Regions from separate parts of the Mus musculus genome. Here regions 1 and 2 are each linked to region 3. A link is a contact called in public HiCAR-type and HiChIP or PLAC-seq data. All regions are on one chromosome and are shown on one strand. The core of a region is the stretch at or near the end of the contact, and the rest is flanking DNA. Distances in the headings are between cores, read along the strand shown. Region 1 holds the start of Ing3 (inhibitor of growth family, member 3). Region 2 holds the start of Fam3c (family with sequence similarity 3, member C). Region 3 holds the start of Ndufa5 (NADH:ubiquinone oxidoreductase subunit A5).

Evidence for each region. HiCAR-type assays count read pairs that join an accessible place to other places. HiChIP or PLAC-seq counts read pairs in DNA pulled down with a chosen protein or histone mark.
Region 1: a contact with region 3 is called in an H3K27ac HiChIP or PLAC-seq map of thymic regulatory T cells, with 15 times the contacts expected there. The contact joins the promoter of Ing3 here to the promoter of Ndufa5 in region 3. A contact is called at or near these places in 2 of 39 promoter capture datasets (liver and pre-B cells), 7 of 484 Hi-C or Micro-C datasets (CD4 T cells, CD8 T cells, double positive thymocytes and 3 more), 2 of 115 datasets of contacts at active chromatin or transcription factors (astrocytes and thymic regulatory T cells) and 2 of 9 other capture datasets (adipose tissue and liver).
Region 2: a contact with region 3 is called in a HiCAR-type map of astrocytes, with 6 times the contacts expected there. The contact joins the promoter of Fam3c here to the promoter of Ndufa5 in region 3. A contact is called at or near these places in 1 of 484 Hi-C or Micro-C datasets (CD4 T cells), 1 of 115 datasets of contacts at active chromatin or transcription factors (astrocytes) and 1 of 9 other capture datasets (adipose tissue).

The regions. Positions count from the first base shown.
Region 1 is chr6:21,947,763-21,951,472 of GRCm38.p6, reverse strand. Ing3 (inhibitor of growth family, member 3) reads right to left here and starts at 1,858. Exons shown (of 12, transcript NM_023626.4): 1 at 1,680-1,858; 2 at 1,364-1,435. The coding sequence starts at 1,707.
Region 2 is chr6:22,353,787-22,357,449 of GRCm38.p6, reverse strand. Fam3c (family with sequence similarity 3, member C) reads left to right here and starts at 1,369. Exons shown (of 10, transcript NM_138587.4): 1 at 1,369-1,455.
Region 3 is chr6:24,526,267-24,529,469 of GRCm38.p6, reverse strand. Ndufa5 (NADH:ubiquinone oxidoreductase subunit A5) reads left to right here and starts at 1,780. Exons shown (of 5, transcript NM_026614.3): 1 at 1,780-1,944; 2 at 2,153-2,197. The coding sequence starts at 1,924. It overlaps Asb15 (ankyrin repeat and SOCS box-containing 15), which reads right to left and starts at 1,326. Exons shown (of 10, transcript NM_080847.3): 1 at 1,201-1,326.

The sequences.
Region 1 (3,710 bases), core at 609-3,108, 2.6 Mb after region 3:
TTTAAAACACAATTTACTTTCAGCTACTTGCTGACCTTAGACATGCTGATACTTTTAATGCCTACTCACTTTGTTTCCGAAAACTCCAGGATTACAAAGTAAGTAAACTTGAAAGCACTGTCATATGAATAGATTAAATCCAAACTATCCCAGAATTTTAAAAAAATTGAATGATTGACAATGTTTTAAATTATCCTTTATTCTAAACCTATTTGTAATGGGCATTATACATCCTAATTATCTGTATTAGTTTAAATCCTCAGAAGACTGTCAGTTTTTAAAAAAAAAAAAAAAAAGCAAACAAGCCCCCCAGGCAGCAAGGCTGGAGTTGTCCTAGTCGTCCTGTCCAAGAGTGAACCCAAATCTGTCTGCCACCAAACTCTACTCAATCCCTCTGGAATGTGCTTCGGCAGGTGTTTACTACTGCAACTACCTTAAAGTCAAAGAGAAAAAGCACACCTATTCCAGTCACAGATTTATGAGAGGCTATTGGGCAATGCACCCCAAGAGATGACCCAGAGACTGAGATGAGAAAAGTACAGTCAGGGACAAAAGGTACAGAAATGAGGGGCAGGGGCGGCAGAGGCTCATGAATGAAGAGAACAAGCCCTTAGCAAACTCAAGTTACCTTTGAGCCTCTTCCAGTCTGGCTTTTTCAAAAGAACAAGGTTCATTTTGGAAATAAGTCACATATAAAGCTGCCAAGCACTGACAGAAAAAAAAATCAATGCTAGCAATGCCTGAAAAGCCAAGCACTAGGCAGACAGAAGCAGGAAGATGAGGAGATTAGAGCAAGCCTAGGATTATTATACATATTGAGTGTGAGACCAGCCTGAATGACGTGGTTGTGTTTACAAAACAAGAAACCAGTAGGGAAGCCTATCAAACGTCTACAGTTTTCTAAAGAGCAAGCGGGTGATTTCCTTAAAATCTGATCTCTCTCACTCATTTCTGGCTGAGAAAGTGTCCACGCTGTTCACAGCTCTAAGTGTCTTCCATTAATATGCAACTTGTCAAAGTTCGGCCTTCCGAGTTCACTAGGGTCCCTAGCCTGCCCTTCTATGTCTTTGCTCTGGAGAAATTCGGAATGTAATGAACTTTTAAGTCTGAATGCAGAACTCCAAGTTTCCACATCCAGGCTCGGGTGCAAACCTTCTGAAAATCACGCGAGTTTCCACTGCGGTGCAGTGTCGTCATCTCCATGCAGTACACAAACAACTGTGTTTGCTGTGCCCCGCGTGTTAACGGTACGGTGTGCCCGCCGCCTCCTTGTCACAGCCTGAAAAAAGTAGCGCGGAGGACCCGCCAGGCGATGCCCGAGGGAGGCCGGGGCTGCGCGGGGCCGTGGAGACGCGCCACTTACTCTGCACCTGCAGATCCATCTCGCGCATCTCCGTGAAGCGGTCCCGTAGGTCCATCGGAAGCTGCTCAATCACTGTCAAAGGCACAGTCCGTCAGAGGGCGGGGCCAACGGCGAAGGGACGCGCTGGCGTCACGCGTGTGTGCGTGCGTGCGTGCGTGCGTACGGGAGGGGGGGCGGCTCACAACGAGGCTGCCAGTTACCGTGAGAAAGAAACATCCCCCGCTCCCCCTCCCTCCCGCCATCCCGCCCGCCCGGCCACTCGCGCTCCCGCCCGCCGCCGATCCCGCCCGCCGCGTCGCCGGCGCCGCGCACTCACTTTCCAAATAGTCCTCTAGGTACAACATCGCGGCCCTGACTGTTGCGGGGACGAACGGGTCCAGGGGTTTATTTGTGTCACTCGCTGTCGCCGGAGTTTTGTCCCTTCCAATATGGCGCCTCCGCTAGCAGCACCCGCTCGACTCCGGCAAAGGAAAAAAAAAAAAAAAAAAGCAAAGGAAAAAAAAAAAGGCTCCACTTTGGCGCCTGACGGCGCTTGCCTCACTGCCGCCCGCCGTTGCTATTGGCTGTCTGCAGCGATGACGTCAACCGGCCGGTGCGGATCTCCGCGGTATTCTGGGAAATGTAGTCTTCTTTTTCCCCGAGCGTGGCCATTAGTGAGGGTGTCTCTTGGAGTGGCAACTACAGAAACCACACGCCTGCGCGAAACGGGCACGCCAGAATCCGAAATGCGGTGCCTCTGTTTATTTGTTGATTTCTTACATGGGGGATGACGGGAGTTGTATGCGCCTGCCTGACACAACTAGGAACAACTTTTCACCTGTTCTGGGCGGTGATTCTAAGCCCGCCGTTTGTGAGTCATGGATTTCTGGCTGTGCTAGGCAAATAGCAAAGATTCCAAACGCTAGAATAATCGGCTAAGTTCGGAAAATTCAGGTTGTTTAGAACAGAACTCGCTGCTGGAATTTATCTTCATTATTCACTCCTGATAAATAAATGGGACAAGTGATTGGTGTCCCTGCAACGTTAAGATAATTTATAGTGAGACTGGAGCGAATGTGCATTTCCCAAATTAAAAGACACCCAAAATAGTATTCAGTAGCCAGTTATGTTTTGCGGTGTATCTTGTGTTCATTGTAAAACAACTGTTCAAATGCATCCGCAATAAAGTAAATAAATAGATGAATAAATAACAACCAACCATAAATTATAGTGATTTAATGCATTGCTGGCATATACTAACAATGATTTAAATTTATGTTGGGTAAGTAGCTGGGTTAATGTTTATAGTTCTGGGCAGGCTTTTTTAATAACCCTAGCAAATGTTCACTGGTGGTATAACAAGTGTATCACCGCCCCGTTTCTATCTTAAAAATGCCTTTCATAAAAATTCGTACACTAAATGCTTCTGTGTTTTGGGGAAAATGATCCCTTCTTAGACTATCTGGTGGATTATAACACCACACACCTGTAATCCCCTAAGTGGGAGAATTGAGACAGGAGGATTAGGAGTGTGAGCTTTGGCAACATAGGCAATTAGAAGCCAACCCAGATTATGGAAGACCCTTTCTCATACAAAAGAAAATAAATCAGTATGACACATTTTATTCACTACTCAATATTTTTATGTTACAATTTTATTTACAATGACATACTTGTATTCTCTTTTGTCTTCTTTTAAAGCCATTTTCTTATTACTTGAATGTTAAATATATTTAGTCTACACCTGTTTAATTTAAATTTTGTACTAAAACTATTTATCTGTTTGTGCTCTTTGTTCAAAAGCAGCCACGTTTGTTTACAGTGCCTAATTTCATCTGTGTTGGGGTTTTTAACTCTGAATTCACTTTTCCAGGGTTATAAATATAGAGAAATTTCACTGCTGGAGTTAAAATCGAGTTTTGCTAGAGAATATTAGCATTTGACTCTGCAACTTTGCTGCAAGACACCATCAAACTTAGGGTCAAATTAAGTTATGTAGTTGAGGTTTATTCTATTGCACCGATAGATTGAATTGGAACCTGTAATGAAAATACTTCATTATATACTCTCAAGGGAGACTTTTTCTTCCTTATTGGCCTCTTAAGTCCAAGACAAGCATGTTTTCTTAGTGGCCTCTTATATGAAAAGAGTTTATTGCTCACCTACTCTTACATAGGGACTATTCCTCTTGGGATCCTGTCTTCTATTAGACTCCTCCTTGAGAACTGATTTTTGACGTTGTCTTCTTACAGTGGCTGGATGCATAGCTGTTCAAGCAGGAATTCTACATGGCCAAGATTTGATTGATAGTCTCTGAACTAAAGCTGACTTCGTTCCCAGCTTACCTCAAACGTGCTCATTTCCTTTG
Region 2 (3,663 bases), core at 120-2,619, 2.2 Mb after region 3:
GGTGCCATGCCTGTTGGCTTCCCACCTTGATGACCATGGACTAATCCTCAGAAACTGTAAGAAAGCCCTGAATTAACTTTTTTTGTTTGTTTGTTTGTTTTTTGTTTTGACAAGAGTTGCCTTGGTCATAATGTTTCTTCATAGCAACTAAGTAACAAGGCAAAGGACTAGACAAGTGTTTGAAATTTAGCTCAGATGTTTACTGTCTCTTTCCCTTTCCTGGGGCCTAAGCAACAGAATTCATAGTTTTTATTTTATTTATTTATTTAATAATTTTGCTATACATTAACTTTCTTTAAAAGATTTATTTATTTATTACATGTAAGTACACATTAGCTATCTTCAGACACTCCAGAAGAGTGCTCCAGATCTCGTTACAGATGGTTGTGAGCCAACGTATGGTTGCTGGGATTTGAACTCAGGACCTTCGGAAGAACAGTCAGTGCTCTTAACTGCTGAGCCATCTCTCCAGCCCCCATAGTTCTTTTTAGGTTGTGTGTTTTATGTTTTGGAGGGAATGTTGAAATTTGATGACATAATTGTTATGATTAAACCCTATTACTTCATTAAGTTTAATTTTTGCTACCATAAATTATCCTGATTTCCAAAAAAAGAAGTTAGCAGTTGCAAATTATACAGATATGGATTTGAAACTAAAAATATTGTATTCTTAGATTGTGCATAGTAAAATTTGTGTTAATTTCCCAGTTACTCATAAAATCTTGATAAAAGGTAAACTTCCTAACAGATGAGAAAAACATTCCTCATACTGCTAATAATTTGAAAGAAGAAATTGACATGCAGCATGCAAACAATATTCTTCCCCTTGGATAGATTATTCGGGGTTGCAGAATTCGTTCTGAATCCCCTGTCTAGAGGATTTTTATGATCAGTTTCCTAGCTTGCAGGAGTCAAGTGAAGATTCCCCATGGTCCTAGTCTGAATCAGCTCTAGACTAGGACTGGTCATTTCAAATTGCCTCCTGAAGTACGTTAGGGTCAGGATTGTGTGTGTGTGTGTGTGTGTGTGTGTGTGTGTGTGTGTGTGTGTGACTGAAGGGCGGAGGCGCTGACACATTTTCCTTCCTCCCCGGGTGCCTCTCAGGTCCTGGCTGCGGACGCGGCAGCTCCCACGTGGCAAGTTCACATTGAGTCGCAGACGCGACCCGGGATCTTGGCGGCTGTGGTCCTTCCTCCAGGGACCTCAGCGTCGGCTCGGTCCTCCACCGCCAGGGGGCGTGCGCGGCTCCGCGGTTGCCGGGCTCATTGGCCGCGTCGGGAAGCGTGGGAGGAGGCCTGGGGCGAGCTGGCTTCCTCCTCGGCGCGGGCGGGCGCGCGGCGAAGCCGGAGGAGCCGGGGAAAGCCGAGGCGCGATCGGCGCGCTCGGGAGGAGGCGGCGGCGGTGGCACCTCCCGTCGGCCTCCGACAGGACTGACGGCGGCGCGACCGCAGACGGGTGAGGCTCGGGCTGGCGGCTGGGCTGGGCGCGGCTGGGCGCGTGGAGGCAGGAGCGGACGGAGCACCTCGCCGGCTGCCGGTTGCCTCCTGCCTCGCAGCGCGATGCGGGTCTTGGCTGCAGCGGGGCCCGGCCGTCCGGAGCATCGCGGCCCGCTCAGCGGCGTCTGCCCCGGGCGTTGGGTCGCGAGTGCCACCGGGCTCCGGCTGCACCTGGAAGCGGGTGTTTGCCCCTCGTGGTCGGTATCCTGCAGGTTGAGCGTTCCCAGAGAACTGGATGGGATGGACGGGCGTGCTGGATTCGAACTCTGTGCTGGACCGCCTAGACCCACTCGTAAAGTTTGCATTTCTGCCCAACTGGAGCTGCTTTCTCCTTTTGCAAGTGAACACATAGGTGTTCTATGTCTTTGATGAGTGCTGTTCATTTTATTTTTAGTTTTATTTTCTGCTGCGTTCACAGATGTAGTATGCATGATGGTCAGCGCTCTTATACTTAGTAATGAGTCCCAGATGGACGATTTGAGATCGACACATCTAGCTGTAACTTGCGGGGAGTCATCAGCTTCAATTTACATAGTTAATTCCTATAATATAGAACTACTATCTGATAGAACTTTTGCTTCGTTTCTTCATAGGAAGAAATACATGTATACAAAGTCCCTAATTTGCATCTTTACCGTCTTAGATAGAGTTACCCAGTATTTCCTAGCGCATATTTAGTTTTCACAACTCCTCACACGGGTCCTATTATTACTGCTCAGATTTTACAGATTAGGACACCTATTTCCTGAGAAAGTTTTAAAGTTGGATGGTAATGGCGGATCCCATGGCCTGAGCTTTCCTGGAAGGACCAGTGATAGACTTAAAATTTCCAAGTCTTTGGAAACATTGTTTCTCATACAGTGCCTTAGGGAGCACAGAGAAACCTCCATTACTGAAGAAGTAAAGTTAATAACTTCCCAGATGCCACTCACTAAGAAAAGTAAGTTACTCTCCCTTGCCCTGCTGTCTTACATCCCTGCTGTCTTACATCCTGTTTCTTTCTGGAGGTTGCTCATCTGATGATTTCTCTCCGGCAGTTTGCTAGGTTTTTAGTTTTATGCTAGTGATTAGGTTTGTTTCATAGAATCTTAAGACATGTACTCATTAAAACAACCAGCTGATGACTTCCAGCACGTTACGGCTCGACGCATCAAATTCAAGTCGTTCATCTGTCGTTGCTCATTACTCAGGTATAAGAGCATCATGCAAACTACAGCTGTGAACACAGCAGGAAAAAAAAAAATAGAAAAAAAATATTTCTTCTTTGTAGGAAGAAATTGTAACATAAAAAGGGCGAGATAGAATTCCTCTAGTCGGTGACATTCTGCGACCCTATGGTTGTGGAGACGCGAAGCTACAGAATGATGGAATTATGTAGACCAGAGAGGCAGGCACAGACTCTCAATGGCACATTTCTCCCTTTTGGTCCCTCCCTCGGTAAGACTGTTGAGCGTCTTGTGTGATAGTTTGATTGCTGCGTGAGCATCCTCAGCAGTGAGTTTCTGGTGATTTTCATCACGGCTCCTCCAGGCTTGTTAAGGCAGTTCTGTGGGATCAGCTGTGTAAACTAATGGCACCCTGCATTACCTGCAATTAGTGGGCTTGGAGTGAGTTTTGAAGGGCATTGCATAGGATCAAAATAGGAGCTTGTAAAATTGTCTTAGCTGATACAACTTCTCCCTCAGTGCCTTCTTTTTATTCTGTGCCCCTGGCTGCTGAGCTGCCTGCCTTTCTGTGTGGGCAGATAGAAGCACCCTGTTCCAGCACTTTCCCTCAGGGGAGCTTTTGGCTGCTGCAATCTGTGAACCTTGATATACTTCAGTTCTACACTTGACCTAGGTATGAATGAAGTGCAGGGAAACCCGGAAACATGAGATCCTGTGAATCCATATCAAGTGGAATGTGAAGTAGTTACAGGAAATGAAGATCCCACCATGATGGGTGGAAATTTATTCCCTCCTGCTCTTGTTTTCTTTCTTAAAAATAAAACAAAACCCCAACACAGTGAAAGCTGAAATACTGATGTTCTATTTTGATCCTCCTATAGTGAACACTTATTTTTTCATTTTTCTCAAAGGAAATTTACTTATTTTTACCTTGCATTCTTTTCATATGTAAGGGGTGGGGCCAAGGCCCATGCTGTGGCGCATGTGTGGCGATCAGGGAC
Region 3 (3,203 bases), core at 531-3,030:
CCTCCTCAGCTACTTCCTCAGCAACAGCTTCCAGCCCCCAAGATAGTAAAGGAATGTCCCTAGAGATGGAGTAAGATAAGGGTCATCTACCCCAGAATGCCCTAATGTGCTTTAAATCAGGCCTGTGAGTACACTTGCTTGTCTCTCTATCTTGGTAATGGGCGATTCCAACATGCTGGACTTCTGCAGAATAAAACACCTTGTGCTTATATACTATTAGAGTCTGGAGTATCATTCTTCAGTGAAGCATGGATGCTTACACTGACTGTTCCTTCAGGATGCAGCATCCTTTAGCTGGTTCTGTGTAACAACAGTTCTTTACTCGGTCTCACATTTCCACATAAATACCACCCTCTCAGAGACAGGCTGTGCCCTGCTCATTCCTTTTGAAAATGGTCACACTGGACAATTTTACTCATTAATTTTGTTGAACCTCTTTCTGAACAAATGGTATGAGAGAAAATCTCCAAGTGGTTAACTTAATGACTCAAACAGGCCTAGTTAGGTTTTGGAGAGGGGTGTAAACTGTCTGGTTTGGCATTGTTATCACTTCTGGTACAAGCCAGGAATGATAAGTTATGTCCCTTCGGGCAAATGTCCTCACCATTACCTGGGCACCAAGACACTCTCTTTCAGTTGTTTCTCCTAGTTTTGTTTGTTTGTTTGTTTTTGTTGTTGTTTTGTTTTCCTCTGTTGAATCAGAACCCTGGATTTCATTAACTACCTAATTTTGTTAAGATGGAACCTCTCACGATAAAGCCTCTAACCACTGAGAAGCAGAACCACAGGCTCCAGCTCAGGTTGGAGGTTAGAGGGCCTGAAGAGCAAATTCTGTAAGATGTAGTAGGTCGAGAGCTTGGCTCTAGTTCTCCTGCCTCAAACTCCTCTCTGGCATTTTCAAACTTTCCTAAAATCCGCCTTTCCTAGAACTGGGACATTTACTCCTCTGGGTCGGCCATACAGTGCACTTCTACCACCTGCGAACCCAGAACATTCTATTCTTGCAATGTTTGTTAATGCATTCCTAGATCCCCTTCTGATATCACAGATGCCACGGGATGTGTCCCTTTATAGCGAATTCTACTGTCTCTAGCTTAGAATACCACTAGCAAGCTTTCATTCAGTGTGGCCCTCTACAACAGGTTGGTTCAGAAATCTACTTATTTTTGTACCGCATGGAAGCAATCCGTTTTGTAGTACCTCATAGCCTGGATCAGTCAAGTCTGTCTACTCTCGATGTCTTTAGCAAATACTGCCATGCAGACGCTTGAATCCAAAGTTACAAAGAACACATGCATCTTTTATAAAGCCATGATTCCACATTCTAGAACACACTCAACAATGACAGATGTTCTTGGGATCTGGAGGGACAGAGAACAGGGACTATGACCTCATAAACACCCACTGGAACAAAGACTACGACTTCATAACCTTTCATTCATCAGTCTCCTCAAGAGAAAACGGATGCATCAGATGGTTAATTCCACTTTATAATTTCCACTTATGAGTATGCATTCACACACGTGGAGGGAAAGCATTCTTCATGGTGCTCAGGCCTGCTTCCACCCTCATTTCCATAACCTGAGGAAGTCCGGGTAAAATAGCAGTCGAAGGCTGAGCAAAATCAAAGTCCCTGCAGTGACTACGTTGCAAGTTTTTCCGTAGCGTAGCGCTTTTCTTAACCTTTAGTACTCAGAGACGTCAGTCGGTCTCTACTACACCAAAGCCCTGCGTGGAGCCGCTTGTGTGAGCTGCGCAGGCGCAAATCTACCTCTCCTAGGTGGGCGGGAGCTGCCCCTACCCAGCCCGAGCGGTTGGAGCCAAGAGTGTTCTTAGGTGACTCAGGGGCAGCATCGACGCTCGATTGAGCGGGCTTGGGAAAGGTTCCCAGAGGGCTGTGCGCTGGAGGCGCTGGACGCTGTCATGGCGGGCTTGCTGAAAAAGGTGAGCGTGTGGAGGTCACCGTGATGCTGCGAATGGGGACCGTAGGCAGCCGCGTCTCCCTCATCGGTGGGCAGAGACGCTAAGAGGAGGGGTTGGGGGAGTGTTCCGCTGTCCTGGCAGGGGGCGACAGGGTGCGTAGTTGTGTCGGGAGGGTCGGCTAACCAGGGGATTACGGTAAACATCACGGTCCTGTTTTGTCTCTGCACAGACAACTGGCCTGGTGGGGTTGGCGGTGTGCGACACTCCACACGAGGTAAGTGCGACTTTTTGTGTCGTCCTTCTCAAGCAAGACTGTGATCGACCGAACTTGCCCTTGCAAGATTAACGAGACCCCCGTGAGCTCTGGCCTCCGGGGCAGCGCTGAGCTTCGCTGACCCCGTGGCATCCTTTTTGCAATGCCTCCTTTTGCCTTCGCCGTGACCTCTTAATTAAGACGCGTTTCTTCACGGCATTCTCTTAGCGTCAGTGGTGTGGAGTATTCTCAGCTCCCTTCAGAGTCGCATTTTCATTTTCCATCCTTTCCCTACCGACATTTCTGCCTTGCCTTTCGCACACTGGCTGACCCTGTCGTCCTCATGGTTGCCTCCTTCGGTATCCATTGGGGAAACATAAACAACAACCAAGACCAAACAAACCTAAACAAAACCACTGTGATTTATCCCCCCTTTCAGCAATTGCACCATTTCTTTCCTTCCCGTCTACACACATAACTCGAAAGCGTTGTCAGTGCTCACTGTCTCTTACTCCTTGAGTACACTTAAGCGAGGCCCAAACTTTTTTTTTTTAAGGAGTTACCAGTGATGCTAAATTTGCTAGTCAGTTCACATTTCTCGTAATTGTACCGAAAGTGGCATTGAAAATATCCTTACGTTTATTTATTTGTGTGCATGCCAGTGTTTGTCCGTCAGAAAACAACTTTCTGAAGTTGGCTCTCTCCTTGCACCTTGTAGATCCTGGGGATCTTTCAGGTCACGGGGCTGTTGGCAGGCACCTTTGCCCTCTGTGCCCTCACATTGACCCAAGTGAAGCATTTTTGACACTCTTGATAATCTGCATTAAGTACTTTGTTTACTGGATGTCAGAGCTTCGAAGTTTCTTAGTTTGGGATTTTTGTTTGTTTGTTTTATTGTTTATTGTTTCTTTCCCCCTAATTATTTGCCTTTTCCAGTTGTTCCTTCATTTCCCCATGTTGTAGTATTGAAGACCTAGCTCTTAGACAGGTTTTAGGTTTAGGTTGGCTCTCATGGGGTACAGACAAC